Linked DNA regions of Sus scrofa: all the other regions are linked to region 4. Evidence: chromatin contacts called from public HiChIP or PLAC-seq data. All regions are on one chromosome and are shown on one strand. The core of a region is the stretch at or near the end of the contact, and the rest is flanking DNA. Distances in the headings are between cores, read along the strand shown. Region 1 has its middle 75 kb from the start of GADD45G. Region 2 overlaps LOC110256773 (a long non-coding RNA gene). Region 3 overlaps LOC110256747 (a long non-coding RNA gene). Region 4 has its middle 320 kb from the start of DIRAS2.

Region 1 (6,297 bases), core at 790-3,289, 400 kb after region 4:
GGTGTTCTGGGCTTTTCTTAATAACCTCGCCTAGGGATGGGATAAATGCAGAGGTGGAAGTGAGAACTAAAACAGCAAAAGGAGTTAAACTTTGCTTAAGCTAAGTAGGAGGGGCAGTTCATTGAATTTGATAATGTGAGAATGAGAATGGAGAGAAAAATGCATCATCAGAAACAGCACCTCAGAGGTAGAGGCCACCCAGGGTGAATGGGGACAGGGGACATCTCCTGTGGACTCATTTCCTTCCTCTGGTTCCCTGCTGAGCCCCACCTCCCACCTCTACCTTAGGCAACAGCTGTAGGTATCTGTCCTTGGCCCCCTGGGACCCTCCCCCTGCCACACCCACCCTCAGGGACCTGCCAGCCTCCCATGGCCACAGCCACCCTTGCTGAAGGGCCCCAGATTGTGGACTTCAGGAGCACCTAGGAGGGTGCAAGAGAGATCCCACAATCTCTGAGCCTCTATTGCCCCTCTTTCGGTCTTCATAGCTTTGAGGACTTGGAGGAAAGTGACCCTAGTACAACAGGTGCCCGTGGCCTCTTCACCAGATTTCCCAGAGGTGAGTGCTGTCACTTTATCCTCCCCTCCCTCCTCCTGGCTTCCTCTTCATCCTCTCTCCTCCTCTCCCTGTCTCTCCATCTCTGTCTCCCTCTCTCTCTGTCTTTGTTTCTCTCTCTCCCTCTGTATACAAATGCATACAGTTTTTTTTCTGAGTAGCATGTGAATCGGTTGCAGAGATGATGATGCCCTTTGCCCCATATACTGTACATTTCCTTAAAGGTCAGGGGCACTCTCTTATGCAACCACAGTACAATCTCAAAATCTTGAAATGAACCGGATACCGTGTTCATACCTAATCCGCAGACTTCAGATTTTGCCAGTTGTTTCAACAATGCCGTTTAAAGAACAGGGCAGTGCGTGGGTGGAACTTAGTTTTTCGGCTGCCTCTCAGTAGGTCCTCAGAGCTTCTCTGTCTTGGGATGACTCAAGGAGTAAGGTTTGAGGAACTTCAAGTCCCCTTCAAGGAGATTGAACTCAAAGCCTCTGGCCAAGAAAAGAATTACCAGACCCTTATCCTCGCCCCACCAGCCTCATTATAATGCAACCTCCCTCCCTCTTTTGAGCAACCTAGCCTACTCCTTCCTGCCCCTACTAGGAAAGGTGTGTAGCCCACTCCTGACCCCGCCCCTATGGGGGCCTTATAAGCCCCCAACCAACCAGCAAGTGTATCGGAACACCCCTCTCTCCCCAACCAATCAGCAGGTCAGCAGGTGTATCCTGAGCCCGCGCCCTCTCCTTGGGCTATAAAAGCGGACATGGACCCCCGCCCCTCACGCCCACCCCGCTACGTGAGACCTGGGGTCAGGCTCTCACTGATTATCAGGAAGCCATCCCACTGCTCTAGCAGCGTCCATCGCATAGCTCAATAAACTCTTTCTTTTCACCTCACTATGCTGGAAAATTCTGCTTTCCGACCCACGTGCACACGCCATGACACAGCTTTCTGGAAATGGCCCTCAGTGTGGTTTGTCTGATGCTTCCTCACAGTTAGCTAGACTATGTCATGCCTTCTGGGCCAGAATATTCCAGAGTGAGGCTGGGGTGCAAGCCCCAGGACCCCAGCCTTGGACCCCCGAGGCTTCGAGGCACGTGATCATTCCTGCCGCATCTTTTCTTTCCTCAGCACCGGGGCCTGGTCCTTTCCCAAGGCTTTAGGGATAAGGTGAGGGCACCGTCATGCTGAAACCCTTCTCAGCTTGCAGGGAGGACCAGGCGCCCCTTCAAGGAGCTGTTTCCTCCACCCATCACTAGTCACCCAGAGGAAACAGCCAGCGGGAAGTGGGACATCCCACCTGGGGTGACAGCCGCAGTGCCCACCGGCCGCCGCCGGCCGCCTCTCCAGCAGTCATCTGTGGCTTCTTGGCTACAAAGCGTATTTAATTTAGCCTGGCACATAAATTAACATCCACACTGCCTGCAGCCAAAGCCTCCTGGAACTGCATTGGTTCAAGGTGGTGGGGGGGGGGGGCGGCCGGGTGCCCTGCTGGACCTTTAAGGGGCCAGGGCTTCTGCACCCGCCGGGCAGGGCCCACGATTGTTATGTAAACACAGAGCCGTGGCGCGGGGTGGCTGGCCCATCTGCTCCAAGGCACACTCCACGGCGCTGCCGCGTGTACTAATCATTTTCCATCCTCTTAGGTGAAAAAAACTTGGACAATGTCAGGGCTCTCAATCTCCCTTTCATTTGCAAACGAGTCATTTCAGCTAAGCGTGGCCCCTATTCTTCTCCCACATTTGTGTTTGTGAAAAGACCCATCTCAAATTTCTGGAGCAGGAGCAGCTGCGCCGAGGCCTCTTTTCACTCAGCCAGGCGCCCCCCCCGGCCCTCTGCCCCCCCCACCCCCACCCCCACCCCCAGCCCTTTTGTCTCGGGCAGAACCAGCCTCCCTCTGACCCCTGGCCAACTCGGAGCCTCCTCCTTTGTCAGCATCCCCAGACAAGTTTCACCCTAAATCAAGCATTGTTTGGGCTCCTGAGGCCAGCACGTGCCCATATCCCCTAATCTTTTAATTTCACCCCAGGAAAAGGCAGCTGTTAGTGATACCCAGCTGTCGCGGGGCCTGCCGCAGGCCCTGGGAACAATGACAAAGGAGGAGGGAAGGCGCAGCCTGAAGTAATATGTACATCTCTCCTTGCTTGCTTCTTAGGGGTGGTGCTTTTTTCTTTTCGCAACAGTTGGCAGCACGTGCTGTGAAATGCACGTGCTTGGAAAGTTCCCCCCCCAGCACCGTTTTTTTGTTGTTGTTGTTGTTGTTGGGGTTTTTTTTGTTTTGCCTAAGCCTGTTTGCTGCCCCTCTGGTTTACACTTGGGCTCTTTGGAACACCAAGCCTACTGAGATCCCTGGCGTGTGTCCTTATCCCTTTGTGGCAAAAATGATCATCTGATAAATTACAGGGCAGACCCCAGATGGGGAGACAGTGGCTGCAGGCTCACAGCCCATGCTCCACACGGGCATCAAGTGGAGGGCAGGGAGAGGGCCTTCAATTGCGTCAGTGCTTTTCAGGAGTCATGGCAATAAGTCTCATGTGGGGCCAGGGTCCCCCCATGCCTGTGTGATCAGAAGACAAGATGGTCACCTGGAAATATACACCACCGAGGCCAAGCAAAGCTAGGCCAGTGCTCTGAAGGTGGGCCCCATGAAGGCATTTCTGGGGTACCTCATCTCTGCACACTTGATTTTGTGCATGCGTTTCTCTAGACACACTTGTACCCCAGCAGCCTGAGCACTGAAGAATGAGGGTTGGAAAGACGGACCACTGCCCTGAGCCCTGTCACCTCCCTGGTGCCCCGCTTGTAAAGGCGGGCATCGGAGGGACTTTCCACAGCACTGAAAAGCTAATTTTTTAAATTTTTTAATTCTTTGGCCATGTCTGCAGTATATGGAAGTTCCCCAGCCAGGGATCGAACCCACACTCCAGCAGCGACCTGAATCACCGCAGTGACAAAGCCAGATCCTTAACCTGCTGTGCCACCAGAGGACGCCTACTTTTAAAATTTTATTTCAAATAACTTGAGGGTAAGTGGCCACATGTGGTCGGTGGCTACCATGTGGGGCTGCAGAGCTCAGAGCTATGGCTTCTCAAATACAGCATCACTGAGTGACAGAACATACAGATGCCTGGTCCTATTTCCTGAGGGCCCAATTTCATTCTCCAGGGCAGCCTGAGTACTGGAATCTTCAAATCTCCCCAGGAGGGACCAGAGGAGGAACGGAGTAGGACAGCTCTTCCTTACACTGTCTTGCAGCCTGAGTCTGGGCTTGGCAGAGACGGGCCATGCAACTGGAGAGTGCCTACCTCATTTAGCCATAAACAGAGCTCTCTCAAATGCAGAGGATTTTTTAAAGAATTACCCAGGAGTTCCAATCGTGGCTCAGTGGAAACAAATCTGACTAGCATCCATGAGGACGCAAGTTTGATCCCTGGCCTTGCTCAGTAGGCTAAGGATCCAGCATTGCCCTGAGCTGTGGGGTAGGTCACAAAAGCAGCTCAGATCCTGAGTTGCTGTGGCTGTGGTGCAGACGGGCAGCTCAGCTCAGCTCCAATTTGACCCTTAGCCTGGGAACCTCCATATGCCTTGGGTGTGGTCCTAAAAAGACAAAAGACAAAAAAAGAAAGAAAGAAAGAAATTTGTAGCTTGTTGACTTGATGAAACATTCAGGGAAATAATTAAAAAAAAAAAAAAAAAAAAAAGAGGAGTTCCCATCGTGGTGCAGTGGAAACGAATCCAACTTGGAACCATGAGGTTTTGGGTTCGATCCCTGGTCTCGCTCAGTGGGTTAAGGATCCGGCGTTGCCGTGAGCCGTAGTGTAGGTTGCAGACACGGCTCGGATCTGGCGTTGTTGTGGCTCTGGCGTAGGCCGGCAGCTATAGCTCCAATTAGACCCCTAGCCTGGGAACCTCCATATGCCATGGATGCAGTCCTATAAAGACAAAAGACGAAAAAAAAAAAAAAAAAAAAAAGGAATTACCCAGTTTGTAGGCTTCTGACAGTTGGCTCTGGCTCCCCATTTCCCTGACCATCGACCTTTGTCTCTGTTCTACCTGCCATTGGCCGAGGTTTCAGCACTGTCCCGGCTCCAAAGTTATAGACAAACCTGTCAGAGCAAAGCAAACAAGTACCCAGAGGTGACAGTGCTGTCGCAGGCTGGTGTGGGCCCCTTCCACCCTCTGGATCTCACCTGGTGGGGAACTGAAAGACGCCAGCAGAAACCCGACCCTGGCCAGAACATATGGTGAGCGCCACACCTGCCTGGCATGGCACCTGCCGGGCCTCCCGGGGCTGGGAGGCGGCAGGCTCAGACGCCCCAGGCCACAGGGCAAGCATCCGACTCATTTGCATACTTGATGCGGCCACGTGCCTGGAGGCCAGGCGGCTCTGACAAGGCCTGTCACTGCTTTTACGGCTGGAAAAAGCTGTGCACTCAAACCACAAAGCCGGCAGCCGTCTGGGATGCGTGCTGGCGCCTTCCTGGGGCAAGCACACACGTGTGCCCACACTTCACAGTGAGAACCGCTGCCTGCAAACTGTACGTCGTGGATTAGGAATCAGAGGAGGTCAGAACTTGGCCATTGAGAGGGTAGTGGCTGCGAGTCAGCTCCCCTGACCTTTGTCCCACAGCCCCTACAGGGGCAGCTGCTTCTCCCCTGGGAAAGCTGGGCACAGCAAATGTTTTCCTAACTTAGACGGGGTCCCAGCAGTTTTTGTTCTTTGACATTTCCTTTGCAGATAAGAAACTCCTGTATTTTGGATCCATCTGCACAGCTAAGCAATAGCCAGGTACAGGTAACATTATCTGACGCTTGTTCCTAAGGGTGGTAATTACACCCCACTGTGAAGTTCAATGCCCATCCCCCTCCCCCCAGAAGAAGGGAGTCCTCTTGCTGCCATGTGAGAGTCTTTGTTGCGCTTCTTGCACTTTTAGTGCCCTCAACTGCACCAGCGGGTCTCAAGAAGGCCAAGTGGAAAAGTGGAAAAGGCCAATTCTGATGGCTCCTCTTCCTGCAAGAACCGGCCTTCAACACGGAAAGAGTTAAAAGTCAATCTATCCTGCAGCAGTCAAGTCACCCGGCCAGGCTGCCCTGCCGCCTCTCCTCGCAGGAATTGAGGGCCACGGTCTCTAACTCACCCTCGGGCACCCGGGCCATCTGTCACAGGCACGAGGACAGCCATGCACTTGATTGAGATGGGGCTTGAAACGACACAGAAGCCGGGGACATGTGGCAACCCGGCCAGGTCACCCATGGAAGGGAAAGGAGCCCCATAAAATATTTCGACACTTGAGGCCAGACCAGTGGCTGCAATGAAATCGGGGTTGGGGGTGGGGGAGCGACCCGCATCCTCCAGCACCCTGCCTCTGCATCCCGGAGCACCAGGCCCACATGCCTGCCACCCTGCCTGCTCTTCAGTTCAGAAAGATCTTCAGTTCAGAAAGATCGAGGCTTTCCTCTGCCGCTTTCCTCTGCCGCCAGCCGCCAGCAGGGAAGGAAGGTAACAGGCCATTAGCGAAGAACAATGGGAAGCTGAAAGCGTAACCCAGTGAATAGAAGAATGAAAGTTGGCTTGTGCCAGCAGCAGCGGGGTGAGCTCATTATTCCAGACGGCAGATGGAGGGTGGGCCTGGTTGCTGGGCAGAACTCCTGGCTGCCGGCTTGGGGTGGGGGCGGGGGGTGGGGGGCAAGAGCTGACAGTGGGCGCTGAGGACCCCCCCATCACAGCCCTGCTCTTCCTCCCA
Region 2 (6,863 bases), core at 3,782-6,281, 360 kb after region 4:
TGCGGGCTAAGCCCTGATCCCCGTTGTGAGGACTCATCAATAAATGAGACAGAAAAGGACTCTTCTCTCCTAAAGCTGACCTGCTTGGAAACAGGAGCACGCTGCAAGATGGATTTCCGAGAAGGATGCATACTTTGAAGAATTATAAAGAAGGGATGTGGGGGAGGGGAGCGGAGGTGGCATGTGATGTAAGTTGCAATTTTCCTGAAGGGTACCATCCACGTGGGCATCCAGGAGCTCTGAGTAGAGTTCTGAACCAGGGAGGGGCTGGGTGTAAGGAGAGCTGGCTGAGCAAAGAGAGGAGCAAGGATCCTGGAGTGGGGGCGAGGCGGGTAGACACATCGAAGGGGCCAAGTGTCCAGGGTCGAAGCAACCTACAGGACCGTGTCTGGCTGGCCAGGTCCTAAAATGAAGGCAATGGGGGAGCAGTCTGACAGGTCCACATGCATCAACCTCCCGGATACAGAGCAGAGGAATGGGCGGATCATGGCCCTGGAAAAGCCGGTACCCCAGCTCGACACAAAACAGTCTTAGGGATGAGCCCCTCCCGGAGACCAAAGGATGGAGGCTGCATCGAGGAGCACTCCCTGAGGAGCTGGCCCACTCCTGCATCCCCAGTGCCAACCCCTGCAAACACCAGGCTGCATGCTGGCCATGCCTAGAGGGACCAAGCTGGGAAGGGCAGGACTTGCTCACAGACAAGAGGAAAAATGAGCAGATTGAAGTAGGAACATGGCCACTGCATTCTCCCCCCGGCATGCAAGGTAGCTGACTCTACATCAAAGTATTTTGGAATAAGTAACAGATAGGAAGTTGTGTGCATGTCAAAAGGGGTCTATATCTTTGACTCCAAAGCCATCCTCAAAAAAAAAGAAAGAAAGCAGCCGTTTGTTTCTTTTTCTTCTCAGGCAAAGTTCAGGTTGAGAAAGATCTTTGGAATGGAACAGTTGCATAAGTGGGGGATTAGCTGTACTTACTTATAAATAAATTAATGTCCGTGAGCAGAGAAAGCCTAGTGTATATTGAACACCCACCCCTAACCCCCCCCTAAAGGCCCACCTAGAGTCCTTGGTTGTTGTTTTCTTACTTGAGGCTTCTTTGATTTTTCTCTCCTCCCACTGCAGGCAACATGGGCCCTGGGCCCAGGACCTTGGCCGACAGTGTTATCACCTGGATCCCAGTCTACCGGGGTGATGTCCGGCTTCCCCCACACAACTGAGCTTTCATCCGATCTCCATCCTCAGACTCCGAGGCCCTGAACAAGGTGCACATAAGGGCTCAAAGGAGGTTTGGTGAGCGAGTGAAAAAAAATGATAGGGCCGCGTCAGTGAGTCTGCAGGGAGGTAAAACTTACAGCCCCCCTGAATTCGGCTCCTATGATCGTTTCCACGTTTACAGAGGAGTAAGCTGTGGCCCAGGGAGCTCAGGGCTCTTTGCCAGGACACGACATCTGGTTAATGAGTGACAAAGACAGGATTTAGCCAGGTCTGCTAAATCCACAGTCCATGCCTTTGGGTCAAACAATCTCTGGTACTTTTGACCAAAACCGAAAATGAATTTCAAAAAGAACTATAAGGTCCAAAAGGAGCCTTGGGAAGCAGTTATCTGGTGTGGATGAAATCTCTGTCTTCTTTTACAGGTGACCAAGAGTCAATGATGCCAAAGTTTTTACTTGGCTGGGGAATGGTGAGACCCAAGTGTTATTCTCTGTCACTCTCAGCCCTGTGTCTTTGTCTTCATTCAGTCATTCAACAAGCACCAAGTGCCTGCGATGTAGGTCACGAACTAGGTACTGAGGTTGCACAGATGAAAAGGTGTGCCTGCCTACCTCCAAAAGCTCACTGCTTATCCAGGTGACTGGCACACAAGCCAGCAATTACAATAAAGCATGTAGGAGGCATAAGAGAATTTTGTGCAAGATCTATGCAAAGACTCAAGGGTCAAAGGGAAGAGAGGACACGTGTTCTGTGGGAAGATCAGTGGGTGGGAGACAGAAAGCTTTGCAGAGGGAAGTGTCCTTAGGCTATTTAGCAAAGCATCATGCTCATGGACTGGAAGGTTCCATGCTTGTCCAGCCCTTGAAATTTGACTCTTTTGCAGTCACGTGGGAGATGGCGCATGTTGAATCCTGGCTTTCCCAGTGGTTCCCGTGCCCACCATGCCCTAGGAAATGGAGTAGCAGCACTGCCAGCCCTGCACCCCCCAGGCCTATCTGCATGTTACCACCGCATCTGAGAGGGAGGCCAGGGTGCTGGGAGCGGACCTCCTACTCACTTTGGGTGAGTAAGGAAATGCCTGGTCCCATGGGATCTTCGCATCCCCTTCATCCGAATTCTAAATGTCTCACTTACACAAAGTAATGCAGAATGTTTGCTAAGCCACATGAGTTGGTTTGTTTTGTTTCGTTTCTGAGCACAAGCAAAAGATGTTGGCACTTCCCATTTCTCACCCAGCAAGAATCAACAGTGCTGAATGCTGGGCTCACACATGGAATCTGGGCTTGATTGTTGTTCTGAGTTGCCTGCGAAGATCACGCATGGCAGTAGCATCTCCAGTGGCAAAGAAAAGACAGGCAACTCTGAGCCTGTGTGCCTGTCTCCCCAGCACAGATGGAGTGGGTGAAACACAGTGGTCCCCACACTTGCTGGCAGCAAGGCTGCCCATCCAGAATACGTACTCTGTGGAATCCTTACCTGCTTGGTATGCCTCTTAAAAAAGTATCTGGCTCAGAAGATCACAAAAAAAAAAAAAAAAAAAAAAAAAAAAACCCGGACTAAACAGAAAATAGGAAACTAACAAAAAGTGAAATCATTGTCAATTTCTTTTCCAAAGGACTTTGCTTCCCTCAATGAAATTAACTAGTAGGTAGAACTACCTCTGCTCTTGCTGATTCCATGAAAGTTTCTGGTGTTTTGCTACTTTGCATTCTGATTATGAAAGCTAAGTATGCTCATTTGCCTAAAAAAAAAGCAAAAAAAGATTATCAATTGAATATTGATGACCGTCCCGAAAGTGACCACATCAGGAATTACTACATGCTTCACCACCACAAAAATCCAAGCTCCCCAGAAGAACTCTTAAAGCGCATTTTGGACCAGAGTTTGTCTTTCTGTCCATTGACATTATCTTTTTTTTCTTACTACTATAATTTTTTTTTAATGGCCATACCTGTGGCATAGGGAAGTTCCCAGGCTAGTGTTCGAGTGGGAGCTGCAGCTGCCGGCCTACACCAGAGCCACAGCAGTGCGGGATCCGAGCTATGTCTGCAACCCACACCATATCTCACAGCAACGCAGGATCCCCACACACTGAGGGAGGCCAGGGACGGAGCCCACATCCTCATGGATCCTAGTCGGGAACGTTAACCGCTCAGCCATGAAGGGAACTCCTCCCACGGGGTTTTGAACAATGTCTGTGCATGGATTTCTAAGGCAGGCTGACAAGACCTATAGACCCCTTCATGGAATAGTGTTTTTAAATTAATAAAATGAGGGAGTTCCCTTAATGGCACAGCAGAAACGAATCTGACTAGGAACCATGAAGTTGCGGGTTTGATTGCTGGCCTTGCTCAGTGGGTTGAGGATCTGGCATTACCGTGAGCTGAGGTGTAAGTTGCAGATGCACGTGGCTGGGATCCTGCATTGTTATCGCTGTGGTATAGGCCGGCAGCTGCAGGTCCAATTAGACCCCTAGCCTGGGAACCTCCATGTGCCAGTGAGGCCCTCAAAAGACAAAAAATTAATTAATTAATTAAATTCATAAAATGTGCAGAATTACGAAGGAAACCAATCAGAGTGAACTCGAGCTATAAAAAATAATTGTTATAATTTGAAAGGTTCTTCACAAAGATACTAAATCACGAATCAGGAGTTGCTCTATGAACTACCACATTGAGGCGTTGATAAGCATAAGGGGGAATGTTAAGGTGTCTGCAACAATTGTCCCAAAAGGAGGTGAGCTGTGATCCTGCCGATGGGTGGTCCAAGGTCCCGTCAACAGGGCAGACAGCAATGTGGAAGCGAGAGGCTAGTGAAACGGAAGCCACAGTGCATCCTCATCCACATTCGCAATCCCCACCCCGCCCCCCGAAACATTCCAGTGGCTGCCTAAAGGTCTGTGGACCCAGGATTAAGAAATCCCAATGTGACCTTTTCAACTGCCAGGCCACCGATAAGTCTTTGTGACGGCAGCGTCAGAGAGAAAATTCACAAAACTCCTGCCTCAACTTAGGCCGTAAAACAAAGACTGATATCCTGTCCCAAGTCTCTGACAGGGTTGCCAGCTCTTGACGATTAAAATCCCGGGTCCTTCTGCGAACGTACCTCCCAGCACCCCATCCTCTTTGCACGGAACCAGAGGAAGAAAACACGGACAGAGCGTGGCCCAGAGCCCGGGAATTACAGAAGTCTCTGGAAGATACTAAATCACTCTCCTTGTTCCAAAAGCCCCAAGGACAGCAGAATTATCTGGAAAACAATTTCCCACAAAAGGATTCAGGCTGCCAGGGTGGGGCGGGGGGGAGTGGGGGTTGATTTTCTTATGATGCTGCCTTCAACCTAAGCTTTCTAGACAGGTATGTACCAGCCACGTAATACACTTTCTCTGTAAATCACCACTGTTTTCAAAAGAGAAGATGGTTTTCCCTGTTGCTGCGTGCACATCTGCCAACCAGCAAGAAGAGCTGTACAGAGCAGCTGTGTGTTATTTCCTTGACCTTGCAGGCCGGGATCCTGCTCTTTTACTCGACCTCGGAGCTGCACGACACAGAGCACGGTGGCCTCCACATCTGTCTTCCAAGAACGACGGACACTGTGATTGTCCAGGACACAATGATTTTTTCAAATCAGCAGTGATGTGGGTTATGATCCGCCAAGGAAGGAAAGTCAGCCCCTCTCTCTCTCTCGCTCTCTCAAAGCAACATAGGAATGAAGAACAACAAATTACAAGCTGCTTTTGCAACGTTTCCGTAACACAGGATTCGTCAGCCTGCGTGGCTGGAGTGGCTGGTCCAGGCCCCCTGAGTCATGCCTAGGGAGGACTATTTATAGAATAGATGCTTTGTTTGTACACTCTCCTGTTTCCTGGGCCGAGGCCTTCCTCCACCTGCACGGGGAAAGTGGCTCATCCAAACAGCAGAATCAATTCTTCCTTTCCAACTTTCCCTGAAAACACAAAGAAGAGGAAAGGGCAAACACAAAAGGCGTTTTAACGAAAGGAGTCTTTCCTCTCCAACTAAAAACCCATTCAAATGTTGTTTTCTTCAGCCCCAAAAGGAAAAAAAGAAAAATTCTGGGGAGTTCCCATTGTGGCTTACCGGGTTACATACCCGACTAATATCCATAATGACAAGAGATCAATCCCTGACCTCGCTCAGTGGGTTAAGGATCTGGCATTGCCATGAGCTGTGGTGTAGGTCGCACACATAACTCAGATCCCATGTTGCTGTGGCTCTCTGGCTGTGGCTATGGCATAGGCTGACAGCTACAACTCTAATTCCACCCCTAGCCTGGAAACTTCCATATGCAGCAGGTGCAGCCCTTTAAAAAAAAAAAAAAAAATCCTGGAGCCCTTTTGTGTAATTATTAGGGGTAAAGTGCTCAAATAGCACGCCCTGTGGTCCCTAAGGCTTTGGGTTTCTCAAGCCTCCCTGGGGTGCTATGTGGGGTGTGAGAAGTAAACGGGGCCCACCACCACAGCTGGGCAGGCTCTGTCCCATCTGTTGTGCATATTGGACATTTAAAGAGATGTTTCTGCTGATACACAGGAGTTTGAAAGCCCAAGACTATAGAGTCAAGGGGGCCCTTGGGGCTCTCAGAACACACACCTCTCTCCCCTCATCCTGCATGGTGGCAGCAACAGCAAACCCCAAGGCAGTGAGCAGCCTTCAGCCGGGCCTGCCCACCAGAAGCATCAGTGTCTAGGTGAGACCTAGAGGTGGAAGGAGGCAAGGAAGAACTCCAGTCAGCCTTAAAGAGGAACAATCTCATTGGAGAGAAATAGAGACAACCCAGAGGGAGGCTGCAGGGAAGAGAGCTGTAACAGTGCTGGGCAGCGGGCAAAGTCCCCACGTTGAAGGTGGCCAAGGAGGACAAGGAGCAGACCTGCAGAGGTCAGGGCCAGGCAGGACGCCTCTCTCGTGGACCGCGGTGGACTGGATGTGCACAGGGAACAAGGCACAGGGGGCACCCAACAGCAAGAGCCATGTCGGCGAGACAACCACACACTGATGAAATGGGAGCTGGGAGCCTGAATCACTAGGTTGGGGACAATTGAGAAGCCCTTCCCATCTGAAATGAAGGCACTGGGAGAGCTGGTGGGGAGAGAAAGTAGGTTATTGCACTTTTATCCAGTTAGGCTACATGGTATATATGGTGCACTGCTAGATAGTTTAGATATAGATAGACATATGTATCATACCATATATCATAAGAAAAGAGACTATCTCATAGAAAAGACTTAAACTCGGACCCAGATGCCACAAACTCAAATATTGCACAATAAAAATTAATTTTGAAAGACCAAAGTATCTAAAGTACCAGTACCACACAGCAAAGTGAACCAGTCATACATACAGGCACATTCTTTTTCCATCATACCCAGGAGACTAGATGTTCGTTAGGAGCTCATTGCTTTTCTAAATGTAATAGTTTCATCTACTAACCCCAAACTCCCCACTCGGCGGTACAGCAAGAGCTGGCACCACGTTGTAAATCAACCATACTTTAATTTAAAAAAATAAAAAGTTAAATCAAATTTAAAAAATAAAGTACCAACATGGGAACTTTCTTAGGTAAAAGAAAGCAGCTATCAATTTGTTGTTCGGTAGATAACTAGAAATATCCTTTAAACCAAACTCGACTTGG
Region 3 (6,364 bases), core at 795-3,294, 260 kb after region 4:
GCCCTGGAAACACCAAGGGCCAGAACTGGGCTTGGGGACATTCTCCATCACTCTGCATGAACGTGCTCACCTCCTTACAGCAGTCAGCGCTTTTCAGGCCCCAGCACTTCCTCCCAGGCCTCTCCTAGCCCAGAGTTCTTGGGGCCCCGCATTTTGTCTGGATAGATGAGGATGGCAATGCCCCAAACTTCTTTGAGGGCTAAGGAGTGAAATTTACCCTGCAAAGCGGACATTCGTAATCTAAGAAGCAGCATGGCTTCCCCAAACCCAGGAAGGTTCATCCCAGATGGGGATGAAGTTGAGAAAGACACAAAGGGCTCGCTCCCCTTCCAGAGGCCAAGCTGCTTCCTATAGCAAGGGAAAGGACCTTCCCACCCCGTTTGTGTAGAGAAGCACGGAGGCCTGTCCTCCAGCAGGGCATGAGGTCAGAGCAGCACCTTTAAAGCTGGGCCACGACCACCTGCAGCCCTTGTGCCCTGAAGAGCACCACTGGCCTCCTGGGCCAGACCCCTGCGCATCAGGGCAGCCCACAGAGCGCATGCCCAAGACCCGCTGAGTCTGGGCACAACAGGGGCACATCAGCCAGGGCAGGCGGGCTTTCTGGAAAGAAAGGTCCCTAACCCTGAGCCTCCATCTCAGGGGCCACCACCTCACCCCTGCCTCAGCCATCGGTGTATGTGAAATCCGCTTTCCAGGAGTTAGCATCATGGCTCAGTGGGAATGAACCTGACTAATATCCGTAAGGATGCAAGTTTGATTGCTGGCCTCGCTCAGTGGGTTAAGGACCCGGCGTTGCCATGAGCTGTGGTGTAGGTTGCAGATGCGGCTGGGATCCCACGTTGCTGTGGCTGTGGTATAGGCTGGCAGCTACAGCTCCGATTCAAACCCTAGCCTGGAAACTTCCTTATGCAGTGAAAAAAGACAAAAAAAAACAAAAAACAAAAAACAAAACCTAGTTTCCCTCTGTGCAGTCCCAAGAGGTTTGCATCTGTTTCACAGGTGGTGTTTAAGTCACAGAACATCAAGGAGGAGAGGAAATGGAGATTGTTGAGCCTGTCCCTGGCAGGGCTGTCTTGCCTGGGACTAGAAATGCCCCCACCTCACCCCATCCACCTTCCCCACCTCCTGCACCCCATTTCCCCCTCCCCCATTCTACCTCCCCCTCCCCATCTACCTCCCCAAACTCCATCTACTTTCCCCACCCCTCCTGCTTCCCCCACCCCATCTTCTCCTGCCCCATCAACCCTATCACCTCCTCTGACTCCCCTTTGCACCCACTTCCCTCGTCCCCTTCCCCTCCCCCACCTCCCCCATCTCCTCTACCCCATATCCCCCTCCCCTATTTCATCTCTTCCCCCAACACACACACACACACACACACACACACACGCGCGCGCGCGCATGCACGTGTGCGTGCACGCGCACGCACTATTGGGTTCCCCCCAAGCCACAGTGGCAGAACTGCTGGAGAACAAAGGCCACCCTGGGGCCACATCTTGGGATCCCTGGCTGTCCCCTGGGGCCAGCCTTGCTCCTGCTCTGAAATGGGCACTGTGGAGCCTTCTCTCCAGCCACCAGGACTTGTGTGCTCCCTGCAGCCAATGACCCTGGGGAGAGGGCCACTCGACCTCTGTGGTGGCCGCCTGTGGCTGCCCTCGGAGGCAAGACCTGCTTTCCCCAGCTGTCACTCCTCCAGGTCTGGAACTGGCTTTCCCCGTGTGTGTTCTTCCAGCATCCACACCCCAGCCAAGCTGCAAGTCCCTCTGGGGCCAGCCCCTGCCCAGCTCCTGGCTGCCTTCCCAGAGCAAGGCGGTGTCCCCATAGCACCCTCTCTCCTAGAGGCCAGGCCTATAAGCTGCCCTCTCAATTTAGCCCGGCAGCCCTGGGAGAGGAGGCCCCTCCCAGTGCAAATCCCAGGCCCCTCCCTGGAATTCAGGAGCTGCCTGGGATTTTTCAAATGGCAGTCCTTCCAGCTGGAAAGTGCATTTGAGTTCCAGCCTCCCCCCAGCAACCCCAGAAGAAGAGACTCAGAGCCCAAGGGAGGCAGCCTCGAGCTCGGAACCGGCAGGTGGGGAGCACAGGATGGCTCCCACCTTAGTTCAGGCCAGTCCGTGACTCCCCCGCAAAGCCACAGGGCCCCTGTGGGGATTCAGACAAGTGTACACAATTCTGGGGGGGTCGATGGCAGAGAACCCCCCACCTGACCGGAGATACTAAATGTGGCTGTTCAGGCAGACTTACTCTCCTACACGTGGGATTTGGCTTCCAGACAGCGGCCTCCTGTCCCAGTGCATGGCCACGGATGATCTGGGCTACTTGTTAAACAAAACTAAACTAACATAAAGACAGGTTTCCCAGCACACTTTGGAGTGAGTAACCCTATCCATCGTCCATATGCCAGGCATCATTCCCCAGCAGCTGGGTGGGGAAGAAAGCTTAATCGCTTTGAACCTGCATAATCTCTGCGCCCTCCAACTATATAAAGGTACAGCTGGGCAAAATGTCATGAAAACATTCGATTCTAGGTAACAGGGTGTCAGATGCCTTGCATGCTTTCTCACATTTCCAGGACACACTCCAAAGAACCCCCTGGCGTGCTGACATCACGTGCTACTCAGAGGACACAGCCACGCCACCCCCCACCACCCCTTCCCCCACTCCTCCACCACCCCTGACCTCGGAAAGATGAAGCATTGTCCATCTTTACCCTGGGGGCAGTGGGGGTGGGGGTGGAAATATGATGGACATAATGAGCTAAAAAATACTTGGTGCCTAGAGAAGTCACTTGAAAGATGAGGGTTCTTAAGGATCCCGCTATTTCTTTGAATTCCCATGGAACTCAGGTATCTAGGTTTCTCCCAAAGCTTTCCTGCCTCTGGCTTTTTCTTTGCTATTTCTAGAGGCAGGCCCGATTGCTGCTGTCAATAGTTTTGACAAATCACGATGGAGCTAAAAGAAGTAGGTGGAAGAGGAACCCTCCGGCCCTTGGTGACAATCACGCTCCTCCTGTTCCCTGAGTCCCCGCCACACGCCTGGCTCTCACACATCCTCCTTTAAAGGCAGACGTCAAGAAGGGGTCATGCTAGGATCTGTGGCCAGTCAGCCCTCGCTCCTTTAGATAAGATGGTTGAATGAGTCACGTAGTGATGCAGAACAACAGTAATTCTTTATTACCTCTCTGGGTTCCTATGAGTCAGGGATTCGAACAGGAAGCAGCAGGTGGCTTGTCTCTGCCCAGTGGTGTCTGGGACCTCTGCTGGGGACTCAACGTCTGGGAGGGACCCCCTGAGGACCAGTCCTTCCTATGTCTGGTGGTCCAGCAGGGCTTCCAGCAGGAACTCCCAACCTCTGCAGGTACCCCCAGCTTGCTTCCAACATGGTGGTGGGGCTTCAAGAGCAAGGGTCGCAGGAGCAAGACAACCAAGAGGAGATCAGGACAGAAGCGACTCCTATCACCATCTCCACCATGTTCTCTTGGTGGAAACATTTGCCAAGGCCTGCTGGGTCTAGAGACAGGGAGCACAGAGGGTCTTCTTCAGTGGAAGAGACCCGGGTCCATGGTAAGCAGGGCATGAATGACGGGATATAGAAAGGTGTGAATGTCTCTAGAAAATCCCATCTACCACAGTGATGAGAAAGCAGGTGCTACGGGGGAGTCCATCCTGTGCAGTCGGCACTACGCAGCCCCGAAGCCCATCAGCCCACCAAGCCTGCCTTCGTTTCCTTCCTTGTCTGGTTAGGAAACCCAGCTCTGATTCGAGAAAACAATTCTTCCTATGGTTTTACCCAGTTGAGAGGGTTTCACCTGAGCGCTCTCTTAGAATTGCTTGTGTGCTTTCTCCAGGATTCTTATCTAGAAGTTTTAGAAAGGAGCAACGACCAGGCCTTCAAGGTGGTCCCATGACTCCTTCCTGACCAGACTCCTGGCTGATGAGAGCAGCTGGTACATCGGGATTCCTGCGAGCCTGCAGCAGGAGCTATGAGGAGTGACAACTGGCCGATTGCTTTACCAAGCTCAAGGTCGGTTCAGAGGAGATGGCTCATCCAGGGCTTGTCACCCACTGAGAGAGGCCAGTGTTGACCCACCCAGGGAGCCACCTCTGAAGCAGAGCAGGAGCTGTCACTGGGCTGAGCTGTTTTGTCGGCCACCCACCCAGGAGGCAAAGATTGTTGCAACCATCCTTGCAGGACATGGATCAGGAGGGTGGGCTTGCCTGAGCCAAGGCCCCCACCCACCTCCTGTAATGTTCCATGCATGCAGGCCACCCCCAGCTGATCTGGAAAAGCCCAGGCTCAGGGGATGAGACTTAGCTGTTTCTGGCCACAATTCCACTCAGACAGCTATCCCGTGTCCCCCAGCTCCAACACAGGAGTCATTCTGTGCTGCTTGTCAGTTTTCAGGATCAGGGACACAGGCAGACAGGTCACACCCAAGTACAGTCTTCATGAAAGCCACCAAGGTTGGAGGCCTGGATCTTTCACAGTGCAGAGTGAACTTGGCGTTCAGTCCATCTATCCCAGAGGCATGGCTCCGGGTGTATAAGCACTCAAATTGTGACTCCCCATCCTACAGAAGCAGAGCTGCAAGACTCAGAGCTAAGGGGCCAGTGGCCAGAGAGGATTTATCACTCTTTCTGGCAGATGCAAATTTGCCTTGATGAAGCCAACACAGGACTGCTGTCTGGAGGGACCACGTGCTGCCAGGCCTTCATCGGCTCCACAGGAAACCCAAGGACACACTGTGTTGCAGGGGGACAGCTTTGAACTCCAGCTGCCACAGCTGGGGGAACATCTGATAGCAGGAAACTATCAACAGCCAAAGAAGGGAGGTCATCTGGCTGAAACTATTCATGCACGCCACCCAGAAGGCAGTAGCAAAAAAAACACTTCTCTCTAATCATCTCTTCTCCTGAATTGTCAGCTTCAGAGGCTGCAGACCAGGAGCAGAAATAAAGAGGACAGGGACGCAGGAGTCGAAGATGAGGCTAAAACCCTCCATCCTTTGTTTTTTATTTATTATTGAGATATAGTTGATGCATAATAGTATGTAAGTGGAGTTCCCATCGTGGCTCAGTGGTTAACTAACCCGACCAGGATCCATGAGGATGCAGGTCCAATCCCTGGCCTTGCTCAGTGGGTTAAAGATCCGGTGTTGCATGAGTTGTGGTGTAGGTCTCAGACGCGGCTCAGATCCTGCATTGCTGTGGCTGTGGTATAGGCCAGCAGCTGTAGTTTCGACTCAACCCCTAGCCTGGGAGCTTCTATATGCCACAGGTGTGGCCCTAAAAAGCAAAAAAAAAAAAAAAATTACTATGTACATTTCAGGTGTGCAATAGGGTGATTCACAAATTTTTTTTTTTTTTTTTTTTGTCTTTTGTTGTTGTTGTTGTTGTTGTTGCTATTTCTTGGGCCGCTCCCGCGGCATATGGCGGTTCCCAGGCTAGGGGTTGAATCGGAGCTGTAGCCACCGGCCTACGCCAGAGCCACAGCAACGCGGGATCCGAGCCGCGTCTGCAACCTACACCACAGCGCATGGCAACACCGGATCGTTAACCCACTGAGCAAGGGCAGGGACCGAACCCGAAACCTCATGGTTCCTAGTCAGATTTGTTAACCACTGCGCCACGACGGGAACTCCTGATTCACAATTTTTAAAGCTCATACTCCATTTAGAGTTATTATAAAATATTGACTATTTTCCCTGAGTTGTGCAATATATCCTGTAGGTTACTTATTTTGTACATAGTAATTTGTGCCTCTTAATTCCCCATCCCTCTCTTACCCTTTTCCCTTGAAACCCTCTGTCCTTTAAAGGGAACAGCGACCCAGACCCAGAAAAAACTCCCTGTTTTTCCTCTGTCAGGAAGTGACTGAGCAGCGCAGGTTTCAGAGAAAAGTCATCCAAGGGCACAAGACCAAACCCAGGCTCCACCTCCCCCAGGGTCACTGAGCTCCCAGAGGTAGGGCGCTAAGATGCTTGAGGGATCCCGGCAGCCCACACTAGTGGCAGTAAACAGTGTCCGGATCTGTGCAGTGGGACTGCTTCCTCCTGTCTTGGCAAACTGCATTCTTGGCAGAATTTCACCCTCTTGCATGCAGGTCACTGTTTGGGGAAGGGTTGCTAAGGTAACCTGGCTTCCACCCTCTGCACAAGAGGTTCCAGAGAGGAGGAAGGGGCATGGAACATGTGACAAGGGTTCTAAAGCAGGAGTAAAGAAAGGAGCTTTGAGGAGAATCTAATAAAATCCAGTGGGGGTAGTCAAGCCCCCAGATGCCAAATGCCCCACAGCCCTGATCTCAGAATCCAAAGCTCATCAACAACATATAGGTTGCTATCAGCACCGTGTTTTCTCTCGGTGTAAAT
Region 4 (6,649 bases), core at 1,985-4,484:
CTCAGATAGAATCCCACTCTCACAACCTCGTTTACACCTCCTTAAGGGCTCCGAAAATAATCACGTTGGGGATTAGGGTTTCGGTGGGTGACCTGGGTGGGGGTGAGGGGCACATTTCAGTCTATAACTGGAGGGGAGCAAAGATGTGACTCTTGGGAAACTCTTGGGAAAAGACACGGCATCTTCAAAGACGAAGATGCCTCCAGGACTGGGCTGTGGTCGCCTCGCTAACATCCTCTCTAGTCCAGTTTGAAATATCAATGTGTCTTGCTGAAATTTGTACTCTTAAAGAAAAAGTTATGGAAAGGGAATGACATAATTGCAATGATGTACATTAAAGAGGCAAAGTTTCAATCCATCATTTGTCTATCTTTTTTTTTTCCAGCCACTCCTGCAGCACACCGAAGTTCCTGGGCCAGGCTTCGAACACGTGCCACAGCAGTAACCAGAACCACAGTGACAAGGTTGGATCCTCAACCCACTGAGCCATCGGGGACTCTCTCATCTTCTTTCTGGAAGAATTTAATATTACATTCAGAAAACTGTGAAATTTTAAAATATTAGGGATGGAAGGTCATCTGATTTAAAAGGAAAAAAAAAAAGGCAATCAGACTCATAAGGCTATTTGAGTAGCCTTCTCTTATTCCCTCTGAAAATGGAATGATTATCCCTTGTCCCATCTATTCATAGCAAAGTGTAGTGAAAATTAATGAGTACCTTCAAATTGGCCAAGAAAAGTATTATAAGCCAAAATTTAAAAAACTATATATATGCTTCCAGGTGTTCCCCTTGTGGCTCAGGGGGTTAAGAACCCAACTAGTACCCCTGAGGACACCATGGGTTGGATCTCTGGCCTTGCTCAGTGGGTTAAGGATCTGGCATTGCTGTGAGCTGCAGTATAGAGCACAGATGTGGCTTGAATCTGGTGTCGCAGTGGCTGTAGGCTGGCAGCTGCAGCTCTGATTCGAACCCTATCCTGGGAACTTCCATGTGCCTCGGGTAAGACCCTAAAAAGAAAAAAATAAAATAAAGTAAAAAAAGAAAAAGAGAAAAAAAAGTACCTCCGCTTTAAAAAAAAAAAAAGTAGATTTTTTTTTTTATCAAGACCAGAGCTTCATGAAGAAAATTATATTTTAAAACCTCTCAGTTTATTTCCACAATTTTGAGTTGGTTAAATGAAAGGTACAATTACCTATCACTGCTAAAAATTGACTGAAATTCCCAAAACAGAAAAGTCAGAGAAACTTCAAAGAATGTGGTTCTCAAACTCGAGACCTAAGCAAGCCTTCACACCCCCACCACAGGCAGCATTTCCATGTTAACTATGTGTAAATACTTCTAAACATTATGCTCACATTACTTGCAAACTTCACTTAGAGCAGTACAAATATGTCTCTACAACATTCTTGATCTGTAAGTCTTCAAAGCAACAGTCTTTGACTAGAAAAGAAAAGATCACAAGTAACCCATCTCCAAACTGTCACCCTAATCCCTTCTCTGAGCCTTAGATTAAAGGATGCTTCTGTCTGGACGGTCTGGGGCTTCTCATTATGGATGAGGTCATCAAGAAGCTTAAATTGGAACTTAGCTTTACTATTCCCCTCGGTGGAAAAGGACAGAGTTGCCCATTCAATACGCCATCGAGAACAAAAATGGATCCTGTGTACATATAAAAATATCAATAATAAAATACCAATAGCCTTGTTGATAATATTACAAGGCACAGTTATCCTGTGGTAGTTAAAAATCCAGTGTAAATTTGAAAAAAAAAAATCCGATGTAAATTTGCAGATGTAGAGCTTTATGCCAGAGTCAGTGACAGGAACCGGAGGCTGGCAGATTGCAGCCCCGGGGCCAAATCTGCTGCTGCCTGTTTGAACATGGCTTGTGAGCTAAGAATGACTTTTGGATTTTTAAATGAATGAAAAAATATGCAATAATATTTTAAATATTATTTTATTTTAATATTATTTTATTATTTTAATCTATTTTAATTTTATTGATTTATTTTAAATATTATTTCTTATAATAAAATTTTAAATATTTTAAATAATAAAAATACTTTTAAAAAATATTTAATTGAATGAAAAAAGAAAAACAATTTCATGACAAATTAAAAAAGGGCATGCAAGTCAAATATCAGTGTCCTTAAGTAAAATTTTGTGGGAATCTGGAAATGGCCACTCATTATGGATTATTTGTGGCTGCCGCCAGGCTACACAGGTGAAGCTGAATCATTGCAACAGAGAAGGTATGGCTCACCAAGCTGAAGGTACTATCTGGCCCCTTCCAGAATGAAATTTGCTGCCCTCTGATGCAGACCACTCCTCAATCTTGACTGGACAATAGGACAACTTTGAGAGTATTTAAAATCTCAGGACTTCCAGACTGAGCTTTATTTCCATGTCTTGGTAAGGGTTACCAAACTGATTGATCTGGAAGCCTGAGCCAGGTGGTTTCAGGAGCTCTCAGAGGGCTTTACTTCCTTGTGAATTTATAATGTCAAGTGGTCCAACCTTCTCCCTGTGACTTTCAGATATTTCCTCTGGCTTGGATTCTTACTACAAGAATGTCTTAGAAACCACACACACACACACACTCACACACATGTGTATACACACATATATACACACAATGCACAGTTCTCTCTCACACGCATATGTATGCACATACACATACACACACCCATAGAGATGATTTTCAGAGCTCAAAAGAGTGGGAAGTAGATTCTATTAATTCAAGAGTCCTTATCCAAATAACACATGTATCTTTTCCCTAAATGGAACCTATCTGGCCCTCGTTTTAAAAAAAAATCAGCAGCTCCTCTTGGATGCAGATATCAGCTTTTCAGATCTCAACGTGGTTTTTTCTTGGATCTGCTTTTTCTACAGCTGAACCTCTGGGTGGCAGCAGAAACTCATGGTTGAGAGTCTTCTTATAGAGTGTGTGTGTGTGTGTGTGTGTGTGTGTGTGTGTGTGTGTGTATCTGTGCGTGAGGCACAACTACTTTAGATGACCAGCTGCCCCAGAAGTGCCTCTTCAAGGCTTTCTTTTCAAGGCAGACCTGTTTGGGGAAGAAGACCCCCGTTCTGCGCTGCTCACCTGGAGGAAGAGATAATCACCCAGACCTTGTGTCCCCCTGCTGACCAGGGCCAGGAACGTGGGGACCACTGTGCACCAGGAGTCCCCAGCAGCGCCTGCCAGCCGGCTCCAGCCTAGGGCTCAAGTGCTGCTACTCAGGTCACCGCTAGGGGGCAGGCGCTTCCTAGAACGCACCTTCTTTCCGTGGAAACTTTCCTCTTTTGCTGCTTTTCCCCACTGGGTCCTTTGCCTTCTCTCATCCACACTGGCCAAGGGGGCTGTATGTCCTGCCTTTTAAATCTGTCTTTGTGGATTCCCGCTGACTGGGAGAGGGGGGTGACCGCACACATGCAGCAGCCCCTCCCCCTACCTCGGGTGTGCGCCCCATTCTTTCCAGTTCCTTTATTCACCTGCCCTCAGCCTTGACCCCCTCTGGTTGTAATAATCATCCATTGCTTTGCTGATCTTCTTCTGAAGCGACAATGGAAAACTCTGGCCCCGCCTTTTTACTGGGACCTGTGATAAGAATGTTATGGGAAAAGGAATAATTAAATGAATTAAATTAACAATGATTAAATTCTCCCAGATTAAAATACCGCTGGGTTTGCACACAAACAAAAGCTTGGATGGTACACAGGTCCCAAGCGAGAAGGCCTGGCACCCCAGTAGGCTTTACTTACTTACTAACTAGCCTCTCTGAGCCCCGCTTTTCTCATCTGCAAAATGGGGCCACGTTGTTTCCCCGGCTATTAGGAGATTAAGTGAGGAAGGAAGGCTTGGTAAACTAAAGCCACAAATGCCGTTCCTGGGCACGCTGACAATGAGTTTCCATACGGATGGTGCCCACCATCTCTGAGCTGCAGCCCCAGGTCCTGACTGAGAACTGGCTCTGCTCATCCTCACCTCCATTAGCCCTAGGAGCTCGGCCCGCTTTCTAGAAGCCCTGGGTCTTTCTGCCCGTGGCACCATCAAAAAGTGAATGAGATTTCCTGTTGTGGCTCAGTGGTAATGAACTTGACGAGTATCTATGAAGTCGCAGGTTCCATCCCAGGCTTCGATCAGTGGGTTAAGAACTGCTGTGAGCTGTGGTGTAGGTGGCAGATGTGGCTCGGATCCTGTGTTGCTATGGCTGTGGCGTAGGCCGGCAGCTACAGCTCTGATTGGATCCCTAGTCTGGGAACCTCCATACGCTGTGGGTGTGGCCCTAAAAAGACCAAAAAAAAAAAAAAAAAAAAAAAAAAGAAAGAAACGAGTGAAACGCAGTGGACAGGTGAAAACCCCTGGCTCCACCACTGGCTGTCCTTCATGCTCCTGGCTGCTGGGTCCCTGGGGTTGCTGTAGGTGAACCACACAGAAGGCGACTCTGGCAGAACTGGGTGTCAGCCCCGGACCGTGTTCTGATGGGAACACGGAGAAATTTGCCCCGGGGTGGCCTCCACATCCGTCCTGCTGCCTTTGTTTATTTGGGAGCCCAGGAGACGGGTCCTGGGCTCGCTCACCCACATTCTGGGCCAGGGCCACTGTACCCACATGCTGCCCTTTTACCTCGGAACAGGCCTTCTGGTGCCAGTGTTCCTTCCATTGTGAAAGATGCCAACTTCTCAGCCCTGGGGATGCAGCTTTCTTCACTCCCCAGCCTGACCCAGAGCCAGGGCGGGAAAGAGGGGCTCTGAGACACCCCATTCTGCTCCCAGGGAACATGACCTTGGTCCTTAATTATTTGAGTCACCTTCAGTCTCTAGGTATCCAGTTTCCTTTTCCCAAGGCTCAGGCTGCAGGTGAGATCCTCCAACATTTATGTACACTGAAGGATTCTTAAGACATTCTATGGAATGCCAAGCTTGGTGACAGCACCAGATTGAGACTTCCTGAAAAGCCAGCAGGGTTTTTTGCTTGTTTGTTTGTGGCTGCAGGAATCTACATCTCCTTCAAGTGTAAAACTATTGAGTCCAGCCCATTTGATCTGCACTGCTCCTTCAGAGGAAAGTAATTACCAGGAAAGCAATCACCTTGCACTGAGCCTGCAAGATTTCCAAGTGATGGTTGGTGTAAAGTGAGATATGAGGGTTTTCAATAGCATATCCGTGTGTGTGTGTGCACATGTGTGTGCATGTGCACATGGGCCCAAAGGCATACAGGCCAGCGTATAAAGGGTCTGTGCTCTCTCTCAGACAGATCAGGACAATCTTGTCAGACTATTAAACAGAAAAAGAACTGGTGTCCTTTCCTCTTGTTTAATTTTCTTCCCTGCCTATTCAAATAATAATGTTAACAACACAATAGTGTATATTATAATAACATTCAAGTGACCTAATGCCAGCAAACGAATCAAACAAAGGTGAGAAAAGATGATCAAGCTGTGCCTCAAACACCGCCTCTGGGCGCACACTGGCTTTCTCCATGGATGCCCTGGAATAGCCTCTGGATCTGGATGAGCATGAAGCCCCAGGCTTCTTGTGTCATGGACCTCCTCCCCCCGGGGGGTGGGGGGGCAGCTGCATGCAGCTAAATGTACTCAGAAAGCACCTGCAGGTCTGGCTTAATGTGCAGGCATTTCGTTTCAGTGTTTAATAGTTTAATAGTCAGTGTTTAAACACTGACTTTGCACGAGATGTAGTCCTCACTGTAACTACAATTACCACCAAAAACAAGTATAAGAGCAACATTTCCCAGGAGCCAGTTAAGACCAGCAGAGCCTTTCTGCACAGAAGTCCCTGGCTGCATCCACAGGTCCTAGGGCAGAGGTGGAGGAGAAGGACCTCGGAGGGGTGCCGCTTGCACCTGTCAGCCTTGCGCTGGCCGCAGAGACAGAGCGGCGGCCAACAGGAGACCTGCGCGGCTGCTGCTGGCTTAGTGATTTGTAAATAATGAGCTCCTGGTGGGAGGCCTGTGCAGTTCAGAGCATATGCTCTGACAGATGGGATGTACAGCAGCGAGTTTGGGGGTACGCTCCGGGGACATGCCAGTCACCAGTGACCACCTTCTGAGAGGGAACCAGCCTTTGGAAAAGGAAAGAGGTTTTAGATAGCCGCTTTAAACACATTTCAGTGCAGGCTGACCTTGTCCACAGTGATTTTTCTACCCGACCCCCCTTGCCCTAGAGCCCAGATTGCTCTAGCTAGACTTCACATCTGTCTGGAGATGCTTCATGCAGGGCACACTAGCCCCATCTGGGGTTCTCAAAGCGGGGTTCCTGACCAGCAGCAGCAGCAGCAGAGGCTGCACCTGGAAACTTGTTAGAAATGAGAATCTGGACCCTCCCCCCACCTGCTGGGTCTGAAACCCTGGTGTGGGGCCCACAGTCTGTGTTGCAACAAGCATCCCAACAGATTCCTAGACAAACTAAAGTGTGGGAATCACTGGACTAGCTCGTCCTCAACTAAGGGATGAAAACATAACCTCCTTTCCTCCTTTGCATCCTTCTTTCTCAGGCCCCACACATGATTGGATGCAAAATGGGATCTGAAGAGATATTTTCAGAGGGAAAGATGAAAAGAAAAGATGGGACTCTGAGACTGTTTCAGCTTCCCTCTTTTTTTTTCGATTTATTATCATTATTATTTTTTAA

What was found. HiChIP or PLAC-seq counts read pairs in DNA pulled down with a chosen protein or histone mark.
Region 1: an H3K27ac HiChIP or PLAC-seq map of skeletal muscle shows a contact between it and region 4, with 6 times the contacts expected there. The contact joins two enhancer-like sites. A contact is called at or near these places in 1 of 47 Hi-C or Micro-C datasets (embryonic fibroblasts) and 1 of 2 datasets of contacts at active chromatin or transcription factors (skeletal muscle).
Region 2: an H3K27ac HiChIP or PLAC-seq map of skeletal muscle shows a contact between it and region 4, with 9 times the contacts expected there. The contact joins two enhancer-like sites. A contact is called at or near these places in 1 of 5 promoter capture datasets (liver), 5 of 47 Hi-C or Micro-C datasets (fetal skeletal muscle, liver, skeletal muscle and 1 more) and 1 of 2 datasets of contacts at active chromatin or transcription factors (skeletal muscle).
Region 3: an H3K27ac HiChIP or PLAC-seq map of skeletal muscle shows a contact between it and region 4, with 9 times the contacts expected there. The contact joins two enhancer-like sites. A contact is called at or near these places in 1 of 5 promoter capture datasets (liver), 9 of 47 Hi-C or Micro-C datasets (embryonic fibroblasts, fetal heart ventricle, fetal liver and 3 more) and 1 of 2 datasets of contacts at active chromatin or transcription factors (skeletal muscle).

What each region holds. Positions count from the first base shown.
Region 1 is chr14:1,237,718-1,244,014 of Sscrofa11.1, reverse strand. No RefSeq gene overlaps it. Among named protein-coding and RNA genes, the nearest start is that of GADD45G, 75 kb to the right of the region's middle. Within about 2 kb of position 2,039, at least 8 of the 83 cell types and tissues checked have an H3K27ac peak or open chromatin away from gene starts, as enhancers often do. A contact at or near this core is called in skeletal muscle, where this site is marked.
Region 2 is chr14:1,289,054-1,295,916 of Sscrofa11.1, reverse strand. LOC110256773 (a long non-coding RNA gene) reads left to right here. Exons shown (of 3, transcript XR_002338728.1): 2 at 1-764; 3 at 1,125-1,232. Among named protein-coding and RNA genes, the nearest start is that of GADD45G, 130 kb to the right of the region's middle. Within about 2 kb of position 5,031, at least 23 of the 83 cell types and tissues checked have an H3K27ac peak or open chromatin away from gene starts, as enhancers often do. A contact at or near this core is called in skeletal muscle and subcutaneous adipose tissue, where this site is marked.
Region 3 is chr14:1,376,786-1,383,149 of Sscrofa11.1, reverse strand. LOC110256747 (a long non-coding RNA gene) reads right to left here. Exons shown (of 2, transcript XR_002338666.1): 2 at 3,148-3,506. Among named protein-coding and RNA genes, the nearest start is that of GADD45G, 210 kb to the right of the region's middle. Within about 2 kb of position 2,044, at least 26 of the 83 cell types and tissues checked have an H3K27ac peak or open chromatin away from gene starts, as enhancers often do. A contact at or near this core is called in fetal liver and skeletal muscle, where this site is marked.
Region 4 is chr14:1,642,481-1,649,129 of Sscrofa11.1, reverse strand. No RefSeq gene overlaps it. Among named protein-coding and RNA genes, the nearest start is that of DIRAS2, 320 kb to the left of the region's middle. Within about 2 kb of position 3,234, at least 10 of the 83 cell types and tissues checked have an H3K27ac peak or open chromatin away from gene starts, as enhancers often do. A contact at or near this core is called in fetal liver, skeletal muscle and subcutaneous adipose tissue, where this site is marked.